3 separate regions of the Zea mays genome follow, and all the other regions are linked to region 3. The links are chromatin contacts, called in public Hi-C maps. All regions are on one chromosome and are shown on one strand. The core of a region is the stretch at or near the end of the contact, and the rest is flanking DNA. Distances in the headings are between cores, read along the strand shown. Region 1 holds the start of LOC100276641. Region 2 holds the start of LOC100279194. Region 3 holds the start of LOC100383653 (Chaperone protein ClpD chloroplastic).

Region 1 (4,075 bases), core at 483-2,982, 360 kb before region 3:
ACGTCGTCATCTTCGCCCTCGACTCAGGGCTTCTTCAGCTGTGGTGCCTTGCACCTCCCCTCAAGAAATCTAACCAAGGCCCTGTTTGTTTCAGCTTCTGTCAGCTTCTGGCCACCAAAAGCTGCTGCGGACTGCCAAACGCTCAGCTTTTCAGTCAGCTTCTATAAAATTCGTTGGGACAAAAACCATCCAAAATCAACATAAACACAGAATCGGTTGAGTCGTTGTAACAGAATCGGTTGAGTCGTTGTAATAGTAGGAATCCGTCACTTTCTAGATCCTGAGCCCTATAAACAACTTTATCTTCCTCCACACGTAATCGTAATTATACTCAGATTCTCCCCACAGCCAGATTCTCACCACAGCCAGATTTTCAGAAAAGCTGGTCAGAAAAAAGCTGAACCAAACAGGTACCAAACCGGCCACTGATTGAAGATCTTTTATGTACGGGTACGAACTCTTCACCGAAGAAACACAGACCATGAGTCCATGACCATCACACCACAGACAGAAGGACACAACAAGGGTGATGATACTTCAATACTAGTAGCACGTAGAATGGTAAAGAGAGGCAATTAATTACATGGAAAGGCATCCAGTTTAACCTTCTCCCCAAATCAGGATCCAGTTCACCAGTTGAGAGGAGCAGCGGTAGCAGTGGCAGGAGGAGGAGAGTCTCGTCTTGGCAAGGAAGAAGGCGGGACGGCCGGCAATCAGGAATTTAGAACCACAACCAGCACGAAGGGAGGAAACGGGTAGGGGGGAAGAGGCAAAACAGCGCGGATCACAACAAGAGGGAATAATAGCTTCACTCCTTTCCTTCTGACAGACTGACACGACAAGTATATCCCATCATCTTCTCACTTTCCCCACGCCTCGCCCGTCTTTGGCCTCGGACACTCACAGGGCCTCGACGGTGCGGGAGGAAGCGGAAGACGAGACGCCCTGCGCCGGCGCGGCGGGGGAGGCCGGCGGGGACGGGTGCGGGTGGCCGTGGCCGTGGCCCTGGGAGTTGGTGCGGTGGAGCCGGCACTTGAACGACCCGGCGTGGGTCGCGGGCGCGCACACGCACTTGGCCCCGCCGCCGCCGCCGCCGTGGCTGTGGCCCGCGGAGGACGCGGAGGAGAAGCTGCGCCGGAAGTTGCGCGGCGATGCCGCCGCCGCCGCCGCGCCGCCCGTCGGGGTCGTGCTGGTGCTGTGGCTGTGAGGGCCGTGGAACCGTCCCTCCTCGCCCGTCGTGTCCACGTAGTTGGACGCCATCGATCGCTTTTTCTTCCTCCCCGCTCTCTGATCTGCTGCACATGCCAGGACATAGGCCATCATCAGCCAGCGGCGCAACGCGACATCCAGAAGGCAAGGCAAGGCAAGCCGCAATACTTAAATGCGGGGGGAAAATAAATAAATTGAAATCCAGGAGTAAAGATCCTTGTGCGTAACGCAGCGAACGGCACAGGGAAACAAATTAACTGCGTTCGTAAATTCAACTTAAGAGGATGTTGCTGTATCCTCCACTACGACCGAACGAACCCAGGCTATCGTTCGTTCAGTGACGTCCCAGTTTTTACAGTTGCACAAGACTCACTTTCGGTTTCAGGGTTAACATAATATAAGCGAGATTTCTTAGCGTCTCATCAGGAGTACTACTAGTAGATAAGATCAAGCGAGGACAGGAGAGAGGAGGCTACCTACGGACGAAGACGACGGCGGCGGCGGCGGAAGAAGACGGCAGCAGGCTCACAGAGCGGCAAACTGCGTTATCCAGGCCTTGGCGCCCGTTTTATAGCCGGCGAGAGGTCAGAGCAGAGGTGCCCGCGGGCAGGCCGGGTAGGGGCTGCCCGGGAATCCCTCCGCCAACCCAACCCGTGGGCCCCTCGGGCCCACAGGCCATCGGCGCACAGCCCTTCACCCTCGCTGGGCTGGATCCAAACGAGGACGCCGATGCCCTCCGGTGCGGTGTAACCGCTGCCCCCCCTCCCCCACCCCGGATCTCGTCGTTTGCGCGGCAACGGATTTGGATCCATTCGGGCCCGGCGGAGAGGACACGCTCCTGGCCTGCTGCTACGTGCGCACTGCCTAGTTTTACACGCGTACTTGTGGGTATTGTACTCCTTGTATATCTTTACTGCTTTTATTATCTGCATCAGTTTATTCACTCGTCCACATATTCAAACTCTATTATACAAACGATGGACCAAAATCTCTACCGCGATCTTTCGCGGCGATGGAGACGGAGATTTTTCCTCCTATGCAAACAGGGAAGATAAGGATATATACAATCAAGATAGAGAAAAATATATCACAAGCTTGTACTGCGGGCTGCAGGCTGCAGCAACGTACGTACTGCCTACTTGGATCTCCTGCTCCACCGGTTTTTCAACGGAGCAATACAAGCGCCGTCCCGCTCTGACGCTTCCCGGGCCACTAGTACCGTCCCGCCGGTGACCGACGTACCGATCGATTGTGACTGTGTGGATGCGGCCTCCCCTACCCCGCACCGCAGTGACGGGATAGCCGGTAGCCACGGCGCCGCCACGACGCCGGACGGTGCCGAAGTCCTCTCCCACGTCTAGTGTGACGATAGGTTATATAATGTATACTATAAAATTTAAAGATCAATTTAGGATCAGATTTTATTTCTATTTTATTTTTCAACTAGAAATAATTTAAAACTTAATAAATTATAAAGAAACATTTAAATCACAATCTATTATCATCTCTACCACGTGAGGTCACTCTTCTACACGCGAATTTTAGGCCGAACGGGTCGGCAAGCCCCGATGGCTGCGCGCCGGCTTCCGCGTGGTCAGCAGGACGGTGAACCCTGGGTCCAAAGCCGCTCCTGCGAGCCACCACCAACGTCGATGGACGGTGCGTGGCAGGTGGCACCTCACGGAATCACACGGTCGGTACTCGGTGGGCGATGCCTCCTCCGCGGCTCCGCAGCGTCTCCGGATGCCTTCAGCCCGGCTCAGCGGCGCATGCGACTTCCTCGTCCTGACGTCTGATTTTCTGAGGCAGCCATCCAAGGCATGGGCTCATCACAATTCACAAGATGGAAGTTTAGAGTTGCCGTCCATCGTCGGACGCGTTATCCTTAGCGACCTGGCCGGGAGACTCCGGGCTGCCATCAGACGCATTGCCGTTGCGTCTTCGCCACTGCTTGCTGAACTCCTTCCTCGTCCTAGGTTTCGGTCCTCACCCGTCAAGTTATCAGCCGGTGTCGTGTCTCTGCAAGTGGCCGGCTTGCATTGTTTATCCATCGTCCACCCGATGAAAATATCGGGCGGAACAGGTCAGGCGTGCGTGATTGCAAGCACGACAAGGGACAAGAAAAAACAAAGCGTCGTGGATAAACATCATGACCATTATGTCGACCGGCCGGGCCCCGTACTCACTACTACTACTCCCGCGCGCCCGGGCCCGGCCCACCCACCGGAGGTTCTCGTCGCGTTTTGCCATGGTGACCACTGCCGTGCCGCCGCGGGTGTGTGAAAGCTGTTTGGCGCCGGTCCCTAGCTCCCTGGGCCGTGGTAGCAATTTCGAATCGCGACGGCAATTCATCCCCGGACCCCTCCGGTGCGGTACGCCTTCCTACTCTTGTTGTTCGGCACAATGGCAGATCCGGTCTGTGTCAATTGTCATGAAACGTAAAAAGCTACCCGTGGCCCCAGCACATTGGGCAAGGCCGCGTGACCAGCTGACAAGGACGGGCACCTTGCCCGGCCGCCCGCCCGCCCCCACCCCTGCCTGTGTCTTTCTTAGCACACGGAACAGAACGGAACGGCCGCCCGATGTTAACATCTACGTTCGCCCATGCGGGCAAGCCAAGCAATCCACCCGGGCCGGGTTGCTTTCAGTGGCCATCTTCATCGACCGTCAGCAGAGCATCGCCCCCGCCGCCGCCGCCGCCGCCGTCCGTTGCTAGCTAGCTGGACGCTGCCGCGCTGGTCGTGTCTCCATCCATGACGTGCGTGCCTAGCCTAGTAGCGCTGCGCAATTCGCGTTGTTTCTACGCGCTCTGCTGAACAGATGCCGATGGCCGTGCCAGACCGGCGCTACTGTACTACGTGCTGCC
Region 2 (4,173 bases), core at 823-3,322, 290 kb before region 3:
ATTCTATACTAATCCCAAAAAATAGGAGCATCCATATCAGATCATTGATTTTTGGAGGGACCGTGTGGCACCTAAGAAACGCAAATTAGACAACTTAAAACTCTAATTCTAACCATGACTTCTAATTTTTACCTAGTCAAAAAATTATACAATAAATAAACTATTTAAATGTGTAAGTAAGGGGCTGTTTGATTTCTAAGAACTAATTTTTAGTCTCTCTATTTTAGTTTCCATATTTGTTAATTTAGTGACTAAAATAGAATAAAATGGATGGACTGAAAATTAGTTCCTAGAAACCAAATACCCCTAAAGTTTACTAGGTGTATTTTTATATTTATACAAAAGAGTAATGCAAACTAGATTTCAATCCTATCGGCTAAGGGTGTGTTTGGTTCAGCTTTTTGAATCGATTTGCTGCCAAAAATCTAGAATCTCAATCAAATGGGTACAACAAGATAATAGATTCCTAAAAAACTACATATTTCACTAGTTCAATTCAGAATCACCTTCTACCCCAGATTTTCTAGATTCATGTCATTCATATTACAAACTTTCATGTTCTTATAGAATCTATAGTTAAGAGTTGTTTCAACCAAATAAATTTCAGTTTTTCACAATCGTCAACTCACAATAACTTTCTCACGCCTAGAATCAAATTTCCAGGAATTTACATCTGAACCAAAAAGTCCTTAATCTAGGAAGGTAAAGCACACTCTAAGATACACAATATAAATACAGAATCTAAAGACCGATAGAGATAGAAACTCTTATTCGACATCACCATACTTTTACCAAGGTATCAAGAAGCAAACGACTTTCCCCTATTACTTGTTGGAGCCTATCACAAAGATGTCTTCGCAAGAGCCAAGCTCTCAGTTAGATAACTCTATAGATAGCACTTGACCTTTTCCATACATAAGTGGGTCTCCGAGATAACCTCTCTCAGACTGCTTCCGACATTTTCACTATTGAGCTTTTGATCAAAATGTTGCATATATCATTCTAAATGTTGCATGTCTAGTACAAGACGGCGACCACACTACAGACACACTTAGTATGATCTCACATGAATAGTTGGATTGTACGGTCTGGTGCAATGACAAATATCTAAACTTTGGAAAGTGGTGCAATGACAAATTCCAAACCAAATAACCTATTTATGAAATAAATTCTAATTCTTTCAAAATGAAGATATACAAATGACCCGTTTTAGTTGATAACAATGTACAAAAACATTGCAAATCCTTAGGTTTATAGACAAAATTTGTTGCAAATACTATCATGAACATGAGCGAACAGATGTTGCCAAGTCACGGTCGCACGCCGCTGCAACGAACACATCACAATGCCTTTTGCAACCTACGACTCCCAAATAATCACCTGCAGGCCCTACAGCTACAGCGACCGATCAGGTGCACCGATCAGCTATAGATAGTGTCGAAAGCCAGGCGGACAGGGCCGGCCGCTTAGCCGCCTGTCAGCTGTTCGCGCGAGTGACGAGCGCGATGCTTCCGGCCGCTGCATCTACCGCTCATGTGGACATGTGGTCTGGATGCAACGTGAGCTTCGTTTTATCGCGGCCGCTTCACGCTAATGGCGAATATAGAATTGCTGCCTGTTCGGTGTCCCTCGGCCCTCGCGTCGCTCGTGTGCACACCCAGCCGGGGATACGAATATGATATGGAAATCTAATCAGAAAGATTGGGTTCCCCAATCCAACGTGGTTGCAGATCCACTAATCAGCAACCACCAGGAAAGCAACGCAGTGACATAAAAGTTGAGTTTTATTACCCCCAACTACTAGCTGGAAGGAACACAAATGAACCTTAACAATCTGTACATTTTAGAAAATACAAGTAAATCGACAAATCGTACCCTGTGTGACTCTGTCAATAAGGCATGTAAACCCTTTGTAAAAAAGAATGAAGAGAAGAAGAAAGATGATCCTGTACGCTCGTCGAAACCAAAGAAATACAGTGCGTACTACCATTCAAAGCTCTTGCATTATTATTTTCAATCATCTCGTGACGGAAAAACAAAGTCAACACGAAGGACTCGGCCGGTAGCACTGGCGCTAGCAGCAGCAGAGATCGACCGGCCATCGCCGTTTTATAAAAAGAGAGTCCAGCGGTAGCCGTCGCTGACGGACGCCCCCCTCCCAGACCTCCGCCCGGATCTCGCCGCCTCTCCCGCCCCTGCTCGCGAGCCGCCGTCGACAGCCACCGCCATGGGCACGGCCAACGGCCAGCAGCCGGCAGAGGGCGCTCCCTCTGACAAGCTCCGCCACGTCGAGTCCATGTCGGAGCTGCCCTCCGGCGCCGGCAAGATCTCGGGGATCAACGCCGTCGTGCTCGGGGAGTCGCTCGCCGCCGAGGAGAACGACCTCATCGTCCCCAGCCCCGAGTTCTCTGCCAGCGCCCTCGTCTCTTCTCCGAAACAGGTGTGTGCAAAACCGAAACTTAGTACCCGTCGGACGTCTCTCGCCTGCGGCTTGTTGATTCTTGTGCTGTTGAAGGCAAATGCAAAATCGAGTCTTTTTTTTATCCAATCAGCGGCTTGCTCTAGACTAAAGGCGTTTGCTTTAGCACTCGGGCGCTTTTCACTTTGGGCGTCGCACAACTTTGCAATTGCAAGCATGAGAATGAGATGAGAGGTTTGCCATGATCAGGCTTGTTGGGGAAGTCCGACAGGGAACGACAATTCGTCCGCGCTGGTGTTTGTTTCTCATTTTGTTTTCGATGATTGGTGATGTAAATAACATTGCGGTCTTGGTGTGATTTTTCATGGTCGGCATCAGTATCGCGAGATGTATGAGAGGTCCATTAAGGACCCGGCCGGGTTCTGGTCGGAGATTGCCGAGACCTTTTACTGGAAGGAGAAGTGGAACCCCGCCGAGGTCTGCTCGGAGAACCTCGATGTCACCAAGGGACCCGTCCAGATCAACGTAAGTGTTGTTTGATGATTGTTAGCTAAACGTTAGCGTCCCTTTGGAATATGAACGGGTATATTATGGTGGTTCTGATCCGTCTCATGGTTCTTGGTCCTGTACAGTGGTTCAAGGGAGGGAAAACCAACATATGTTACAACGCTGTTGACCGCAACATCGAGTCTGGCAATGGCGACAAGGTTGCAATGTACTGGGAGGGTAATGAGCCCGGTCAGGATGGGAAGCTTACCTATTCCGAGCTCCTGGAGAAGGTTTGCCAGGTAAATGCACGCTCATGTCTGAAATGTTTACCACAAGCAAAACTGGCAACGGCAAGTGTACTAGCACACATGTCACAACACTTGCATTCAGAGACTCAAAGAAGATGACCAGGTCTAAGCCGGTCTTTTATGCTTGTAGCTTGCAAATTACTTGAAGAGCCTTGGTGTCGGCAAGGGTGATGCTGTTATTATATACCTACCAATGTTGCTGGAGCTTCCCATTGCCATGCTTGCCTGTGCCCGCATTGGTGCCGTTCACTCGGTAATTGCAGTATTGGTTGTTTTGTGAACCCTAGGTTTTCTTTTCTATGTTGTGATACATCCATGCTTGTACAGGTTGTGTTTGCTGGCTTCTCAGCAGATTCGCTAGCTCAAAGGATTGTCGATTGCAAGCCTAAGCTTGTCATCACGTGCAATGCTGTGAAGCGGGGAGTCAAGCCCATCTTTCTCAAAGATATAGTGGATGCAGCTTTGGTTGAAAGTGAGAAGAATGGAGTCTCTGTAGGTATGCACTGGGATCTGGTTTGGGTATTCACATCAATAACTTTGAGCTTTTGTCAGGTGGCAGCTATTTTGTACTCGTTATTTCATCCCATTGTCCGCCAGTGTTTTATTGCGACATCATGCCAAACAAACGTCATATGAAGATAGGGCAACATATCAAATGCACATAATCTATCTAGTGCACATATGCACAGATTATATCTGGACCCTTTGTCCAGTAATTAATGATTGACATATTTTACGAAAAAACCCTTCATTGCTCCTCTCCTCCGTGTCTAGGTGTATATTTGCAAAAAACCACTCGCACGTTCAACCATTGATTGTTGGACGAAGGATCCAGATTTAATATGAACATATATGCACGGATGGGTTTTGCACATAGGATACGTTCCCTGAAGATAGACACAAAACTAAGGGTTACACTAGGATTCTCAATATGTTGATTTTTTTTCTGTAGTTGCT
Region 3 (4,231 bases), core at 1,381-3,880:
GAGCAGTCCGGACCCCTTGCAGAGGGGTCTGGTTCCCACCTCAGGGGCCTAGCATGCACACATGGAGGTCCCGGACCTCCCCTAGGAGTCCTGTCGTAAACCTAGGGGTTCGACGCACTCTCATGGGGGTCCGGACTTACTGCAGATGCCCTGGAGCATTCCTCCTTTTCGGACACGTGGTGGCTCCGAACCCGCCCCTGCGGTGAGGCCGAGCGCCGCTGTGGGTCCTGAGCAGCCGCTTGTGGCTGGGCCGAGGCGCGCCTTGGTTACGGACGCAGCACCATTGCCACACGGCTAAGTGATAGCCGCGCGGGCGCTGTGCCTTGATACTGCCGTAGAGTTACCCTTATTTAGGGGTAACGACAGAGTGGCTAGGCGTGTCAGCAGCCTTGTTGGATTTTGATCGGTTATGATTGAAAACATAAGCTCTTTATTTTCATATGGTAAATAAATACGAAACAAAACCAATCAGCAGACAGCTTCTTCAAGTCGTCATTGTCACTAGTGCGCGCATATGGAACTGTAGATAGATTCAGCCCACCGAGGAGTATCGCGAAAACTGGCAGACCACCCTTGCGAAAAAAAAGAGAGAAAGAAAAATCTGGAAGAAAGAAAAGTATAGTCAACGGCGCGAGTAGGAAGCAACGGACTGGCTGAGACGGAACTTGCTAGGCGGGCCAGGCCAGGCCAGGAAAAAGCGGGAAACTGTGCTCCTGGCGTTGAAAGAACAAACAAGTAGGGTGAGCGCGAAGCACCAAACCGTGTAGGGAAAGGCTTGCCTTCTCTTTCGCGCTCCTCCGCACGCAAGTGCCTGCTGCCTGGTGGGTGTTGCGTTCCGTGTGCAAATAAGCCTGCCGTCCGTCACCATCCATCCGGTTCCGGTGGACGAGGACGGTCGAGTCGACTGTCCCGCGAAACTAACCTCGCGCCATCTCACCAGTGTATTAGTGAGGATGAACAATGCGCATGATCGGTGGACAATTAATTTTTTCACGAGGAGTAATTAGTAGTAAAAGACAGTAAGCTTAGTAGTAGCCTATGTAGGGCTGGACAAAATGCTTGTGGCTTATTGGCTCGCTTGGTTCATGGTCAACTCAGCTCGGATCAGCTTGTTTGAATTTTTTCACGAGCTGAGCTGACATTCTAGCTCGGTTTGTTAACGAGTCAGCTTGTGAGCCAAACAAGCTACCACATTCTAGCAAAACGAAACTATATGCACATCATTTACAGAATAATTGATGAGCATGTTATATGTACGTGAGGTGTCTATGGCTTATTTGTTAAAATAATGATTAATGAACTATGTTTATGTATTAAATTAGTCTATGCAAATATAATTGTGGGTTAAACTGATGAACATGTATGTGAATTGTGAATTGATGAATGATGAATTATGCTCATTAGGTGTTACATTGACGTGGTTTACGAAACTATAAGTATAATTACTATTTTCTATTGTTAAATTAGTTTAAAATTAACTAAAAATTAATTATTATATATATTATTTTTTCTGTTCTAGCTCACGAGCTAGCTCGAGCTTGTAAATGAGTCGAGCCGAGTTGACTCTGTGGCTCGTTAACTTAACAGGCTGAGTCGAGCTTGCTCGTTAGCTTAACGAGCCAACTCGAACTCGAACAAGCCGAGCCAAGCTGACTCGTTATCCACCCCTAAGCCTATGTATCCTAGTGTTTAGTGTTGTTAGGTAGAGACCGGCCACTGCACTTGCACGTGTGACCCCCTGTCAGATCTCGTATGGTTGGTGTACAGACACGCAGCTGGTGGTTGTCTACATGTAGACCTAAACTTGTTCGTCGCTGAGAGTATCTAACTAACGGGAGCTAGAAGAAGATGCAGTAGCAATGTGTACTTGTTGTGGCCGTTGTGGTTCAGAGGAGAGTAGGAGCACGTACCCGTCGACCCTCCCCCTGCCTTGTTTTGCTCTGCACCGCATCCGTTTCCCTGTTCTCCAAGAACACGGATTACTGTAACCACGCAGCATGCATGGTTAACAGGCTCACGAGTCCAAACAGGAGACGGTGCCTGTTTCGGCACGGTCAATCCCCGACTGCCAGGGCGGGACCGGGGCTGTTTTCACAAACGTGCATGTATCGGGAAAAAAAAAGGCAGAAGCTTCCGGTACGCGAGTGAGCAGCACCCCGCCCGCTTGAGCACAGCCGCCCACGTCGCGGGCAGTGGAGGATGACACATGTGCCGACGTGAACGATCTCGCGCCGACTCGGTCCGCTGCTGCACTGGCCAGCCAAGCTGACCATCGGCCCCCACGCAGTATGGCCACGGCACCGAAAAGCCCAGAAACGGCCGAAACAGCGGCCGAACCACCCCGGCCCCTGCTGCCGATCGCAGTCGGACGGACCGCCACGCCTTGGCCGGTTGACCGCGGGGGCCGGTGTGGGTGGTGGACTGGTGGTGTGGTGGCGTGCGGAGGCGGAGACATCCCGGCCCGGCACGGCCGACGCGCGGTAGAAACGGAGGACACCGAGGCTGAGCAGTGGGCACCACCGATCCCTTTCTTTCGTTTCGCTCGCCCCCACGCGCGCGCACCCGCCGGCCGAACTGCCATTCCGGACTCGTGTCCCTCCTTCCTTGCGTGCTTCCTTCCCCTTCCTTCCGTTCCGTCCTCCCCGCCTCCGCCCCCGCCTCCGCCGCGCGGTATTTTTATACCGCTCTCCCCCGTCTCCTCCTCGCCTACTCATCCACTCGCCACGCCACGCCACGCCACGCCTCCAACTCCAAGCAGATAGATAGACTAGATAGCTGTTGGCGTGCGACGCGTAGCGAGAGCGTGACTAACCGCTGCCTAAGCAAGCATATAAGCATTTGATTCGTTCCTAGGACAGGGGAGGGTTAAGGTAGTTCCTTAATTTTTCTTGTTTCTTTTTTTGTGTGTCGTTGCTGGTGCGGTAGCTATGGAGGTGTGCTGCTGCTCCACCTCGTCGTCCGTCCTCACCGCCGGGGGCCGCGGCGCCGCGGCGCGGAGGCTGGCCGCGCCGGCGGCTCGCTGGGGCGCAGCGGGGTTCGGGAGGGCGGTGGTGCTGGCGCACCCGCTCCCACGCCCGGCATCCGCGGCCGCGGCGGCGCCCACGCGCCGGGCGCGCAGGGGGGGCGTCGGCGTCGTCAGGGCGGTGTTCGAGCGGTTCACGGAGCGGGCCGTCAAGGCGGTCGTGCTGTCGCAGCGGGAGGCCCGGGGGCTCGGGGAGCCCGCCGTGGCGCCGCGCCACCTCCTCCTCGGCCTGGTCGCCGAGGACCGATCCTCGGGCGGCTTCCTCTCGTCGGGGATCAACATCGAGCGCGCGCGCGAGGAGTGCCGCGGCATCGCTGCCAGTGCCAGGGACGCGGACTCGGCCACCGCGGCGTCTAGGCCCGGGTCGTCGGGGCTCGACACGGACGTGCCCTTCGCCGCGCCCACCAAGCAGGTCTTCGACGTGGCCGTCGTGCTCTCCAAGAACATGGGCTCCAGCTTCGTCTCGCCCGAGCACCTCGCCATCGCACTCTTCTCCCTCGACGATCCAACCACCAACAACCTCCTAAGGAGGTACGTTCTCTTGTTTGTTTTCCATTGCAACTGATCTCCAGATCCGCTGCAATCGATGACATTTACTTATCGACCACATTACACAAACGAAGTTTGGCATCTAGTTGTACAGATATGATTGATAGGCTCGCCCCAATGAAAAATGATCTCAGTTATCTTCGCATCCTTTCGTTGTTTGGGCCTCATTGCTGCATGCTGTCGATTGCTGTAGTTTGGGAGCGGATCCCAGTCATCTAGCATCGGTTGCAGTCGACCGTCTCCAAGCAGAGCTTGCGAAAGATGGCAGAGATCCTGCTGAACCATCATCTTTCAAAGTTCCAAAGAAAGCCCCTGCTGCAGCCGGAAGATCTGCCTTCTCCCAGTCCTTGACTAAAAAGAAAGGTCAGGAGCTAGAGGAGTTCAGTCAAAGCTTACACTCATGTTTGTTCCACTATAGGTCAAGTAAAAAACCTCAATGGACGCTTGCATTGTTTATCTTTTTTTTCAGATAAGGGTGCGCTGGATCAATTTTGTTTGGATTTGACCACACAAGCTAGTGGAGGTTTCATTGATCCTATTATTGGCCGTGAAGAAGAGATTGAAAGAGTAGTTCAGATAGTATGCCGGCGGACGAAGAACAACCCTATTCTTTTGGGTGAGGCGGGTGTTGGCAAAACTGCAATTGCCGAGGGTCTGGCT

The links. Hi-C and Micro-C count contacts between places; a contact is called where the count stands out from the background.
Region 1: a contact with region 3 is called in a Hi-C map of endosperm, with 6 times the contacts expected there. The contact joins the promoter of LOC100276641 here to the promoter of LOC100383653 in region 3. A contact is called at or near these places in 3 of 25 Hi-C or Micro-C datasets (bundle sheath, endosperm and leaf).
Region 2: a contact with region 3 is called in a Hi-C map of ear, with 5 times the contacts expected there. The contact joins the promoter of LOC100279194 here to the promoter of LOC100383653 in region 3. A contact is called at or near these places in 7 of 25 Hi-C or Micro-C datasets (ear, endosperm, leaf and 2 more).

The regions. Positions count from the first base shown.
Region 1 is chr5:170,884,190-170,888,264 of Zm-B73-REFERENCE-NAM-5.0, forward strand. It overlaps LOC100276641, which reads right to left and starts at 1,733. Exons shown (of 1, transcript NM_001174570.1): 1 at 391-1,733. The coding sequence starts at 1,303. The coding sequence ends at 809.
Region 2 is chr5:170,951,145-170,955,317 of Zm-B73-REFERENCE-NAM-5.0, forward strand. LOC100279194 reads left to right here and starts at 2,073. Exons shown (of 18, transcript NM_001367369.1): 1 at 2,073-2,440; 2 at 2,798-2,944; 3 at 3,052-3,207; 4 at 3,347-3,469; 5 at 3,544-3,712. The coding sequence starts at 2,228.
Region 3 is chr5:171,240,488-171,244,718 of Zm-B73-REFERENCE-NAM-5.0, forward strand. It overlaps LOC100383653 (Chaperone protein ClpD chloroplastic), which reads left to right and starts at 2,631. Exons shown (of 12, transcript XM_008645873.4): 1 at 2,631-3,553; 2 at 3,765-3,934; 3 at 4,041-4,231. The coding sequence starts at 2,928.